2 separate regions of the Mus musculus genome follow, and region 2 is linked to region 1. A link is a contact called in public promoter capture Hi-C data. All regions are on one chromosome and are shown on one strand. Each heading gives the region's core, a stretch centred on a gene start, on an enhancer-like site or on the middle of the called end of the contact. The rest is flanking DNA. Distances are from core to core; before and after follow the strand shown. Region 1 holds the start of Scly (selenocysteine lyase). Region 2 holds the start of Mterf4 (mitochondrial transcription termination factor 4).

The links. Promoter capture Hi-C pulls out the DNA fragments that hold promoters and counts their contacts.
Region 2: a contact with region 1 is called in a promoter capture Hi-C map of liver, with 3 times the contacts expected there. The contact joins the promoter of Mterf4 here to the promoter of Scly in region 1. A contact is called at or near these places in 2 of 39 promoter capture datasets (liver and pre-B cells) and 1 of 9 other capture datasets (macrophages).

What each region holds. Positions count from the first base shown.
Region 1 is chr1:91,295,243-91,301,093 of GRCm38.p6, forward strand. Scly (selenocysteine lyase) reads left to right here and starts at 3,096. Exons shown (of 12, transcript NM_016717.3): 1 at 3,096-3,206; 2 at 5,286-5,398. The coding sequence starts at 3,154. It also overlaps the pseudogene Gm7785.
Region 2 is chr1:93,302,603-93,308,453 of GRCm38.p6, forward strand. It overlaps Mterf4 (mitochondrial transcription termination factor 4), which reads right to left and starts at 3,277. Exons shown (of 4, transcript NM_178051.4): 1 at 3,223-3,277; 2 at 2,006-2,504; 3 at 116-300. The coding sequence starts at 3,243. Gm28535 (predicted gene 28535) reads left to right here and starts at 3,362. Exons shown (of 3, transcript NR_151531.1): 1 at 3,362-3,505; 2 at 3,941-4,022. It also overlaps the pseudogene Gm7867.

The DNA.
Region 1 (5,851 bases), core at 1,846-4,345:
TGCGGGTCCAGTTCAAGCTCAGGCTGGTGGGCAAGCACAGTACTAGCCTAGCCGCCAACCCTTCCTGGAACTCGGCTGCTGCTGTGTCCATCACTACCCCTTGGTGGGCAAGCAAAGCACTAGCTGCCAGCCCTTTCTCTGCTGCTGTGTCCGTCGCTGTCCCACATATCCCAGCACTTTTCTTCCACCAACTTAGCAGCAACAGGCGAAGCCACTTGTCCTCCTGTTGGTTGACAGCCCAGGGGGATGGTGATGAAGACCTGGTTGAGCAGGGAATTCCACAAGTATATGGCGCCACTCTTGGGCCTCTGCAACAGCTGGCAAAGTTCAGTGTATGGGACACCTGCATCCGGGAGGAGTTTGGAGCTCGACGATTGGCTACTACACGCAAGCCACATGATGAAAGCTATGATGTGTGTCATTATAGTGTCTGGTGTAACATCAGGAATTGCAAGAATGTGTCAAACTGTCCCAGGGAGCTGTTACAGGTGTGTTACATTGCTGTTGTGTGATAACAAAGTCAATGTTAAGGACAGGAAGTGAAGGCCCAGGATGGTCCACATCATCTAAGATAAAGACGAGAATCTGAGAAAGGGGAAGCAGGAGCCCGAGTCTAATTTCATAGAGGACTGCCTGGGATGCAGTCAGCTCAGCACCACTTAACCATCATTCAGCTAAGTAGGTGTTCAGTTCTTCATGCTGACGAAGATTGGGTGGGTTTCAGAGTGAATGTGACACTTTAAAACACACGTTCAGGCTCGCCCTCTCCTCTGCGTCCTCGGCCACTGCGAAAGAAGGGAACATGCCAAAGAAAAAGACCGGTGTGAGGAAGAAGGCAGAGAACCGCCGAGAACTCGAGAAACAACTGCGAGCATCAAGAAGTACTGTCGACCTAGCCAAACACCCATGCAATGCTTCAATGGAATGCGACAAATGTCAGAGGCGGCAGAAGAATAGAGCATTTTGCTATTGTTGTAATTCTGTTCAGAAGTTACCAATTTGTGCACAGTGTGGGAAAACAAAGTGTATGATGAAGTCTTCAGACTGTGTTATCAAGCATGCTGGTGTGTACAGTACTGGCCTTGTTATGGTGGGTGCAATATGTGACTTCTGCGAAGCTTGGGTTTGCCATGGGAGGAAGTGTCTTAGCACCCATGCCTGTGCCTGAATGTGAGCAAGGGGTATGGGACCATGGAGGAAGAATATTCAGCTGTTCGTTTTGCCATAATTTTCTCTGTGAAGATGACCAGTTTGAGCATCAAGCCAGCTGCCAAGTTTTAGAAGCAGAAACATTTAAATGTGTTTCCTGCAGTCAACTTGGCCAGCATTCATGTCTCCGCTGTAAGGCTTGTTTCTGTGATGAACATACAAGGAGCAAAGTGTTTAAGCAAGAAAAAGGAAAACAACCTCCTTGCCCTAAATGTGGGCATGAAACACAGGAGACAAAGGATCTTAACATGTCAACACGCTCCTTGAAATTTGGCAGGCAGACTGGAGGAGAAGAAGGGTATGATGCGTCGGACAAGTATGGAGATACTGGATACCATGATGAGGAGGAGGAGGATGAAGCAGAGGATGAAGAGGAAGAAGATGGGAAGGACTCAAATGCTGAGTCATCAGATCTGTTCAGTAACTTGAATTTAGGAAGGACCTATGCCAGTGGCTACGCTCACTACGAGGAGCAGGAGAGCTAGGAGCTGCCCCTTGTTGGCACTTGTGGGAAGAGCAGGCTGAATCTGAGGATGCTCAGACGGACCCTCCCTTGCCTTGTCCAAAAGGCCAGTCACACTGGGCTCGGGAGGTTCTAGCAGTTTATAGGGATGCTATGTGAACTTGCAGTGTATGTAAAGTGAGTTAGATGTATGACAGATGGAGCATCATGGATTGGGTTATTACTGAGTTCAATAATCGGGTGGGTTTTGCCAGCTAGAAACATAATAAAATACACGATAAAGGAATAGAAAGCAAATATATTTATTTGAAATTAAATTACCGTCTTTATTAAAGGCACTGCTTATAAATTCATGTCTCTGATTTTACAAAGTGTAATGGGTAAAATTACCATATTCTTTTTCTTATTTCAATCCATACAATGAGAGTCATGTTCAGTTTTTCACTGACTTCATGCTGGGTAATGTTCACTCTGCATTAGCGGTTGCCATGTTCACCGTTTTCTTACAATGTCTATCCAGTGCTTGTTACTGTCTCACTGACAGACAGAAGTCTAGCTGTTTTCATCCACATAATGGCAGGCAGGACTAGTGTTGCTGATGCTTCACCCAGAGAATCTCATTTTACAATAAAGTTAGCATTATACTTGAAAAATAAAAAATAAAACACACGTTCAGAACTCACTTTGTAGACCAGGCTGGCCTCGAACTCACAGAGATTGGCCAGCTTATGCCTCTGGAGGGCTGGGATGAAAGGCCAGTACTACTACTGTCCTGCTTCACGCCTTTCAATTGTTTAAAAAAAGATTTTTATGTGTATGAGTCTGTTTATGCGTCTGTCTGCACTTACATACGAGCACCATGTGCATGCCTAGTGACTATAACCTTCCATAATTTTAACAGCCCTGCTTAGCTCACCTCTGATCTAGATCGCCTCAAAAGTATCAACACATAACTTCCTAATTTCAGGCAATTAAATCATTCGCGAAGGCGGATGTGGGGTATCCTATGTCCAGCGAGCACTAGCCGCCAACCCTTCCAGGCGCTCAGTCTTGGCTGCTGCGGTGCCTCTCATTGCACCGCGCATCCTAACACTTTTACTTCCATGAACTTTGCGGCGACCGGTGAAGTCACTGGTCCTTCTGTCACTAGTGACAGCCCAGGGAGGTGGGCTCCCAGAGCACGGTGCCAGTAGCTGGAGCACCCAGATGACTCGCCATGAGCGGCGCGCGCTTTGCCGATGACCGGTTAGATAGGACCGGCAGCGCGGTGGCCCTACTAAGGTAGTCTCCAGCTCCGTCCCACTGCCACCTGACCCCACATGACCAATCAACCAGTCAGGGGCGGAGGCAGGGCCCGTGCGGCTCACAGATTGGCCAAAGCGCGAAGCGCAGCCAATGCGGATACTCCGGGACCCGAGGCTCCGCCCATTCAGAGACTTCGGGGCGCTCAGGCTTGGGGTGACCTGCCGGCGATCAGGGGGATGGACGCGGCGCGAAATGGCGCGCTGGGCAGTGTGGAGAGCCTACCCGACAGGTGCGCTCCCTTCAAGGAGCCCGCAGGGCCTAGGGACACCTGGGGGACCTCAGTGAGTGTATGGTGAGGCGGGAGGAAGGGACACGCAGAAGCGTCCGGCCACAGGAACCGGGAGAGAACAGGCTACCGCCCAAGCTGAGGGCAGAAGGGGGCCCACGGGTGACAACTGTGCCGAGTGTGGCCACATCATCCTCCCGCGTTTCGGGCTTCTTCCCAGGGAATGGGCTCTTCCTGGAGGTTGGAACTGGCAGCCGAATCGCGATTATCTGCGTTTTACAAGAATCGCCGCTGCTTAGAGTCTAGGATGGCGTGGCTGTGGGACGGGGGGGAACGGGGGGGGGGGACGGGACTTTGGGGCCCATTTGACCACCCGAAGGTTTAAAGTGGGCTTTGGGGCGGGAACCCTAGGAGCACCAGGACAGTGGGGGAGACCTGCCTTCTCTTGCTGTCCACTGGGCTGTGGGACCTCCTCCCCTGGCGCGCAAGGAACCGGAGGTCCTGGCTCAGCCTTCTCCCACCCAGGAATGTGTTATACCAGAAGCCCCCTCTCCATCCCCATCTCATTTTTTTCTTCTTTCTCTTTTCTCTTTTACCCCCGGTCCCTCCTCCACCTCAGCCCCATAAGGCCTCGATATGTAGTCCAGGCTACTCCTGCCTTCTCCGATATGGTGGAACTTGCCTATAATCCCAACACTGAGGACAGGAGGATTGTGATTTGGAGGCCAGCTTGGATCACACAGTGAGAACCTGTCTCATAAAGGCCTAAGCCTGGTGGCTTGAGCCTATACCAGACGTTTATTAAGCAGTTTCACTTTCTCTAGGAAGCCCGCTAATAACAGAGTCAATCGCTGATAAAATGCAAACCATAAACCAGTTCGGCCAAGCTATAGATGGGAAAACCAGTCACTTGGCAGGCCTATGGGTGTGCAGCACTTTGGGGGCTCTTTATTTCTAGGAAGGAACAGACTTGGGACACAGGCAAAGCCTGCGGCAATGGGAATTCCAGCCCCAGGGTGGTCAGGTAGGTCCACATTACAAAGCCCAGCCTTGCAAGATCAGGTGACTGCGTGGCACTTAAAGCAAAGATAGGAGATGAAAGCTTCTTCCTGCCTGTTCTGCCGTGCTCCCCTGGACATAGTTGGGCAGTGTGTGCTGGCTCACCACTGCATCGGCTTGAACACTGGTTTGATGTAAAACCAAGTGAAATAATGACTGTTTTCAGGCCCGATTGCCTACCATAGAGATTTCCGAAGGTCTGGGACCCTGGTGAGAACACAAGCAGATAACTCTCCTTAGGGAGGGTCTCTGGGGCTTTGAACTCTGTGTCCTGTGGATGAAGTTCCTACATAGGAAGACAAAGCCTGCTTGTTCCTGGAGCTGCTCATCACTTGCTCCCTAGAGAGGACACTAAGCATGTGACTCTTGGGTCAGATGATGAATGGGTCCACAGCGGAAGACAGGGAGGGAGGGAGGGAAGGAAGAGGGCCAGGCTGCGTGCGGCCTACAGTTTCCAATCGAACCCTGGAGCCTCATCCAAACAGATCTGCTGAAGCACAGACTTTAAAAAGTTTAGGTAGAGTGGGGGTGGGGCAAGAAAAACTGAAAATGCAAGTTGCCCCAGGGAGAGACCTGCCCAGTAAAAGCCAGGGAGGGGACAGCCATAGCCCTGGGAAGCCTCCAGCAAAGATGAGTACAAAGCTCCTTCCTAGAGGCAGTTCCTGGAGGACTGGAAGGGGCAGATGGCTCCAAGTTGTTGGGAAATTACCCAGGGGAATGTGGGACTCCCCAGCCATTGGCAGATCCTTCCTCCCTCCCTTCCTGGAGTTGGGCCGCATCTCTGGCCTCCAGCCATCAGTCAGCCTCATGCTAGGGGAGATTATGGCCATCTTGTATGGGGCAGCTACTGGGTGACTGGAAACCATGGTGTCTCCCATCAGGAGGGAGAACATGGAGAGCTGAGGTCTAATAGCCTACCTGGGCCTTCACTCTAGATGCAGAAGACCCTCACTGTGGTCCCCCAAAAGAGTATTGCTGCTATACTCTGCCTCCCCAAACTTTACAGGCTATTCTCTCTTCCAGGAAGGTCTATATGGACTATAATGCCACCACACCTCTAGAGCCCGAAGTCATCCAGGCTGTGACAGAGGCCATGAAGGAAGCCTGGGGAAACCCCAGCAGCTCCTATGTGTCAGGTAATCTAGAAGAATCCATGACAATAAAGGGAACCAGAAGCCTCTTAGAGAAAGTGTATACTAACCTGACTTGGTGGCATGTGCCTTTAATCCCAGCACTCAGAGGCAGACTGCTCTCAGAGTTCAAAGCCAGCCTGGTCTACAAAGTGAGTTCCTGGACAGCCAGGGCTACCTAAACTGAGAATCCGTGTCTCAAATAAAAAACAAACAAAAATGGGTGGGGGTATATAAAGTGTATGCTTACATGAGATGGTTTTGTTTGGGAATGGGGTGGACTTTCATTTTTCTTTCAACTTTAAAGTTAGTACAATGCCTATATTGCTTAACAGAATTCCCAAGAGTTTTTTTTTAAGCACACTTTAGAAAAATGGAAACAAAATAATTACGTTCTAATCTTTAAGCATTGTGTCACTAAAGTCTACATAGTGTCTTCTATGTAAATTAGCATCATGT
Region 2 (5,851 bases), core at 2,027-4,526, 2.0 Mb after region 1:
ACAGGTTTGCTTTGGAGAGGAGAAAACTGAGGTGTTTTACTCAGAGGCTTCAGACCCTATTCAGCTTTAAAAACCTGAACACTCTGCCATCATCGGCCTAGTCACTTACTCTCACCTGGAATTTGTATTCTAGCTCGTTGGGGTCCTCCTGCAAAACAGTGGGGCATCTGTGCAGAACGTCTGTGATGTGCTGTGCCGTGAACAAGCACTTCTCCCTGAGGACCTTCACAACTCGGTCAATGTCCCGCTGATGCATGGTGAAAACCTCAGGGCAAACGGACAGCACCCGCTTCAGTTTCCCTGTAGAGTGTTAAGCAAAGCATGTAACTTTGGCATGTTCCCGAACGCCAAGGGCTAAACAACATTTAGGGGCTGGTAGATGAGTCAGTGGGTAAAGGCACCTGCCAGCAAACCTGAAACTTGAGTTCAATCCCCAAGACCCACATTGTGGCAGCAGACAATCAACTCTAGAAGTTGTCTTGTGGCACCCACATGGGGGCACAGCAGGATCCTCTCCCTCCACAGGACTGCCCATTCAGAGATCTACTTTCCATGAAGCACCACGCAAAGGACTCTTCACAGACCCAACAACCCTCCCTATGTCCCTGCCTTTTTCTAGTCTTCTATCTGAAGGCGGCAACTTCATACTCTAGGTCTCCTCTTGCTTGCCTAGCATAGAAAGCTTCCCGGGGATTCACTGGGGAATGTTAGAGGAGAGTGGTTTCCTGCACAGTGGGGCTCAGGCTGCTGCTTCTCTCTGTATAATCTAGACATTGTATAGAGACTAACAATCTCTAGACTTGAGAGTCTGAGCTCAATGAAGAGGCCTTTAGGAACAATGGTAGGAACAAGAATATCCAGAACACACAATTATAAGTAGTCTGAGCGTGACCATGTGTTATATCCAACTGTATTATTGTTTGTTTTGTAGGGTCTCCTTGGAAGGCCTGGAACCTGCAGAGCTCCATCCTCCTGACTATAGAGTTCAATTAAAAGAATGCACTACCACACCCAGCCTCCCCGTGTTTTACTGAGTTACATTAGTAACTGTATTCAGACAAATGATATAAGCAGGGCTTCATAAGTGAAGCAAATGGTCTTCTGATGAATAGTTGTGCCGATTTAAAAACTGGAAACTTAAAAGCCACTTAAGACTGTCAAGTAACTTTCCTAACAGCCTAGCTTCCCTGTGAAGAGGCGTTTCCAAAGAGTAAGCTTTATTTTCTCCTCTCAGGCTGTGCTTCACACACTGACTGAGCTTGGGCTTAGATCATGTTACAAGAGACAACGTGTCAAGGGGAACACAGTTATCTTTTTGCTTATCTTCTAGAGGAGGCATGCCGAGACACCAAACACAGTGGGCTCTAAGCCTCCCCACTTTGGGGGTGAAATCTTACCAGGAACAGTCAGTAATGAAATAAAAGCAGTCAAATGGGTAGAGTTCACTGGAGAGCCCCACCTCCCTTCTCCAGAAGGGTGACAGCTGTTGGAAGGTGGAGGGCACTCTAACAGCCTTCCAGGAACCGGGCACCATCAGCTCTGAAAGCTGTGTGTGGGATGTTTTTGCGGAGGTCACACATTTGCATACACATACATCACTACCATAGAGCAACACTAACCCACCAAAACCAGACTCCATGTCCCCATTGATCTGGAGCTAGAGATCTCAATGAACACACAGGAGGCTCACTTTGGCCTTGGTTCTCTCTTCTTGGGCTCCTCTATCCCACATCCCCCTTACAACGGCATCTGCAGAGAGCCCACTGCACATCTTCTTGAAGACACTGACCTCTCCTCAGCAAACTTTCCTACCTCACTTCCTCTGAGTAAGGTGTGTTTAGCCCACAGCACACATGCATCCCAGGGTATTGATGAATGCAGCCTAGCTCATTTGTAGGTGACAATTCCATGCCTTACTATCAAAAGGCTGGACATCCCTGCTAGGGTAAGCTATTTTCTCCCTAACTGACTCCTCTCCCTCTATAAAGTCTGCTGCATCTTATACCTTCTCCAAGGCCAAGCTTCCGAAGGTAACTGGAACGCCTCTTCATCTGCATGCTAGACAGTTTCAGCAACTGGGGATTTTTCTTCAAGGCATTAAATACAGGCTCTGGGTTCAACCCCAAGAGTAGGAGTTCTGAAACTATACCCAGCAACTGTTGAGGATGGACACTTGGCTGTATACTAAACAAGCTGTGAATGTGGGCTTCAGCAAAACCCATGTCCTGGAGGGAACGGATGACCTTTTCAGGCTCCAAGGACTCAGGATCCACACAAGGCTTCTGTTCCTCATGAAGACACTGAACAAGTCGTGTCCTGTTTTCTGGTTCCTGCATGTACTTTTGGGGTGTAATGCTGGAAAACTCTTGAAAGCTTCCTCTACCGGGCACTGTAGTCAGTTTGCAAGACAAAGAAGGGCTCATCTGTTTCTGTTCTCTGAGATGAGGGGTCTGCCTAACCAAACAGGCCCAGGAGAGGGCCAGTAGACGATGCCACTCAGGAACCTGTAAGGCAGAGCAAAAACAGAATCAGTCCCACCTCAGAATAATGACCACCACAAGATTACTGAGCCAGTAACCTTGAACCTCAGCTTGACCCTTGGCCCACAAAAGCTAACAGTTTTTGTAAACAATCTGTAAAATCTTCTCTGGGTCTAAAAAGTCTCCAAAGAATAAAAGTAGCATGCAAACGACCGCACTTACTGAAGATATTGAAGCATAAGCAATATCTACATACTGAAGATACAGGGCACGAGCAATAGTATTTGGTTGAAAATTCTGAACCTCAGACTAGCCACCAGACAGGTACACTACCTAATTTCATTCCAACAAAGGATAGTTTTGTTTTGTTTTTCAAGGATCCCTTCCATTAAAAGAAGAATATTTGGGGGAAGGAATCTGTCGATTTGTACACAGTAGCCCCAGGTGTTGGGACTAGCACATAACAAATTAAGCACAGAGCATCCGGTGCCCGCCAGAATGGTCTCAAACACCCCGCTCTTGCCGCTGGTGGTGGTCCAGGCCTCCCTAGCCATTAGGCAGCACACAGCCGAAACTCCGGAGAAGCCAGAAGCTATTCTGAGGGCCACACTGTCTGTGCACACGCCACCCGGGAGCGCTACTGCCACAAGGTGCCCAGACCGGAACACCAAGAACCAGCGTCAGCGCCTCCTGAACGTCCCGCCAACAGCCGCTGTGAGCCCGGGACCTAGGGCAACCTCACCTGCCTTCCCAGCGAAGCCATGGAGACCAAGCGAAGAACAACTGTGAGACCGGAAGAGGCGGTCCTTCCTGGCTCACAACGTCCGGCCTCCGATCTGTGTCCGCCGAACTCCCGGGGTGTGGCGTTCTTTCGTTCCGCAGCCAAGCCCTTGATCCCAGATGCTCGTGCCCAGCACCTGCAGCTTGCAGGTGCAGCTCCCTTTAGTTGGGCATACTCGGTTGCATGGTCTCTGCCAGGAACAAGCAACACTACCTGGGTTTTAAAACTGCTCTTCAGAGTACAGGTGAAACCAAACTACCCCGAAGCGCACACCGTCGTTTTCTGTTGTGAAACTACTTTTACTGGGGCCGGGGGAGGAGGGGAGAATATGACAAAAAACAATCACCTGTGTTAAAGATAGTACAAGGCCAAATAAGATAACGCTGTGATTGTGGAATTAGGATCCTGCAGACCAAAACCAAATTATCATGGATTATTCTTAGCCTTTTTGAAATCCATTCATCGTCCACCTGTCTAACTTAACAGCTTTGTGACAATGAATACCTTTAAAATATATTCCTAGACCAACAATGGTTTTCACCAATCCAAAAGCCAATAGCATCACTAAATAATATCTAAAACTGAGTTAAGTGTTTTCCTAGTTTTGCCTTATCCTTCCTATCTGTGGTCCCCACCAATGTGTCTGGTAAATGCCTTGATTTATGGCTTTATTCTCTAGCTAGTAATATCTCACCTAACTTCATCCATGGTGGAGAATCTTTTGGAAAAACCAAATTTGTGTTCCTGGGCTCATCTTTGAGGTAAGTAGGTTTGTTTGTTTGTTTGTTTGTTTGTTTTTTAACTTTATCTGCATTTATTTTATGCTGAATTTATTCACGTGCCATGAGTTTTTGTTTCTTGTTTCTTCTGGGATATCCTTTTCTTCTGTGCAACCTCCTCTTCTGGCTTTAGAATGATCTGTTCCCTCTCAGTGAGGATCATCTCAATGTGGCAGGGGGAGCTCATGTATGGGTTAATCCGGCCATGAGCTCTGTAGGTTCGTCGGCGCATCTTAGGTGCCTTGTTCACCTGGATGTGTTCAATGACAAGAGAATCTAAATCTAAGCCCTTAAGTTCAGCGTTACTCTCTGCATTTTTAAGCATGTGCAGCAAAAATTCAGCACTCTTTTTTGACCACCGACCAGCCGCATTGTTTGGCCTGGGCGCACCTACTGACTCCACCATTATAACACCGGAATGGCACACATTGCTTCTTTAAAGTGATGTCCTTCAGATACTTGGTGGCTTTGCAGATATGCATACCCTTGATGGCCTGGGCAGATTCCCGGGTGTTCTTAAAGTGAACACGAAGGTTTGAACCTCTTGATTTGCATGATTTTGGGGGGTTTTTCTGGGTCAAGAGAGTAGCGAAACATCTTGGCAGATGACCTCTGGCTGCTTACAGGAAGAGAGGAGGTAAGTAGTTTGTGATGGACACTGTAATACAGCAATAAGTTCTCAGGACAGCCCAAACTCTCCCTGAAATGGTTATGTACAGATCTAGACCCAGATAAAAGTATTTGGTAAGTTCTGTTGTTTACAGACTTGTGTTTAGTCAGCAAGATGGCTCAGGAATTCAGACACTGACCACACCAGCTTGGTGACCTGAGTTTGATTCTAGGGACCCATGCAAAAGTGAAGACACAAACCCACTCCACCGAGCTGTCCTTTGAGACAGACAGACAGACAGACAGACAGACACACACACACACACACACACGAAGGTGTCTGCTATTTTTAAAAAACAGAATATGGCCCAAGTAATGAAATTACAGGGAAAATGACAATAGCCCTCCCAGCCCAGAGGTCTGGCTTCACTTATGGATGGAGCACCAGAAGCTTCCAAACCAACCTCTATGCACTGAATTTGCATCTTAGACATGAAGGTGTCTTAGTCAGGGTTTCTATTCCTGCACAAACATCATGACCAAGAGACAAGTTGGGGAGGAAAGGGTTTAGTCAGCTTACACTTCCACATTGCTGTTCATCACCAAAGGAAGTCAGGACTGGAACTCAAGCAGGTCAGGAAGCAGGAGCTGATGCAGAGGCCATGGAGGGATGTCACTTACTGGCTTGCTTCCCCTGGCTTATTCAGCTTGCTTTCTTAGAGAACCAAGGACTACCAGCCCAGGGATGGTATCACCTACAAGGGGCCCTCCCCCATTGATCACTAATTGAGAAAATGCCTTGCAGCTGGATCTCATGGAGGCATTTCCTCAACTGAGGTTCCTTTCTCTGTAATAACTCCAGCCTGTGTCAAGTTGACACACAAAACCAGCTAGTACAGAAGGGGAGGGAAGAAAACAAAGAAGCTGTGTTCTAACAGCTGCCTAGATTCCACCACTTCTAAGCCATACCTATTTCTTGCCGGCCTATTGGCTGCTCCAGAGAAAAAGGATCTGGCTATTGCATCAATAAACACATAACTGCTTTGTGCTAGGCAATGATCTAGTGCTGAAGTGCTTAAACATCTTTTGACAGAAAGATTCTATCTATAGAGGACAAGAAAGTTGTAATCTGTATAAAACTAAAGAATTACTTTTGTCTTAATTTTCTTCCTAAATAAATATTATTTAAGCCTTTACACCTA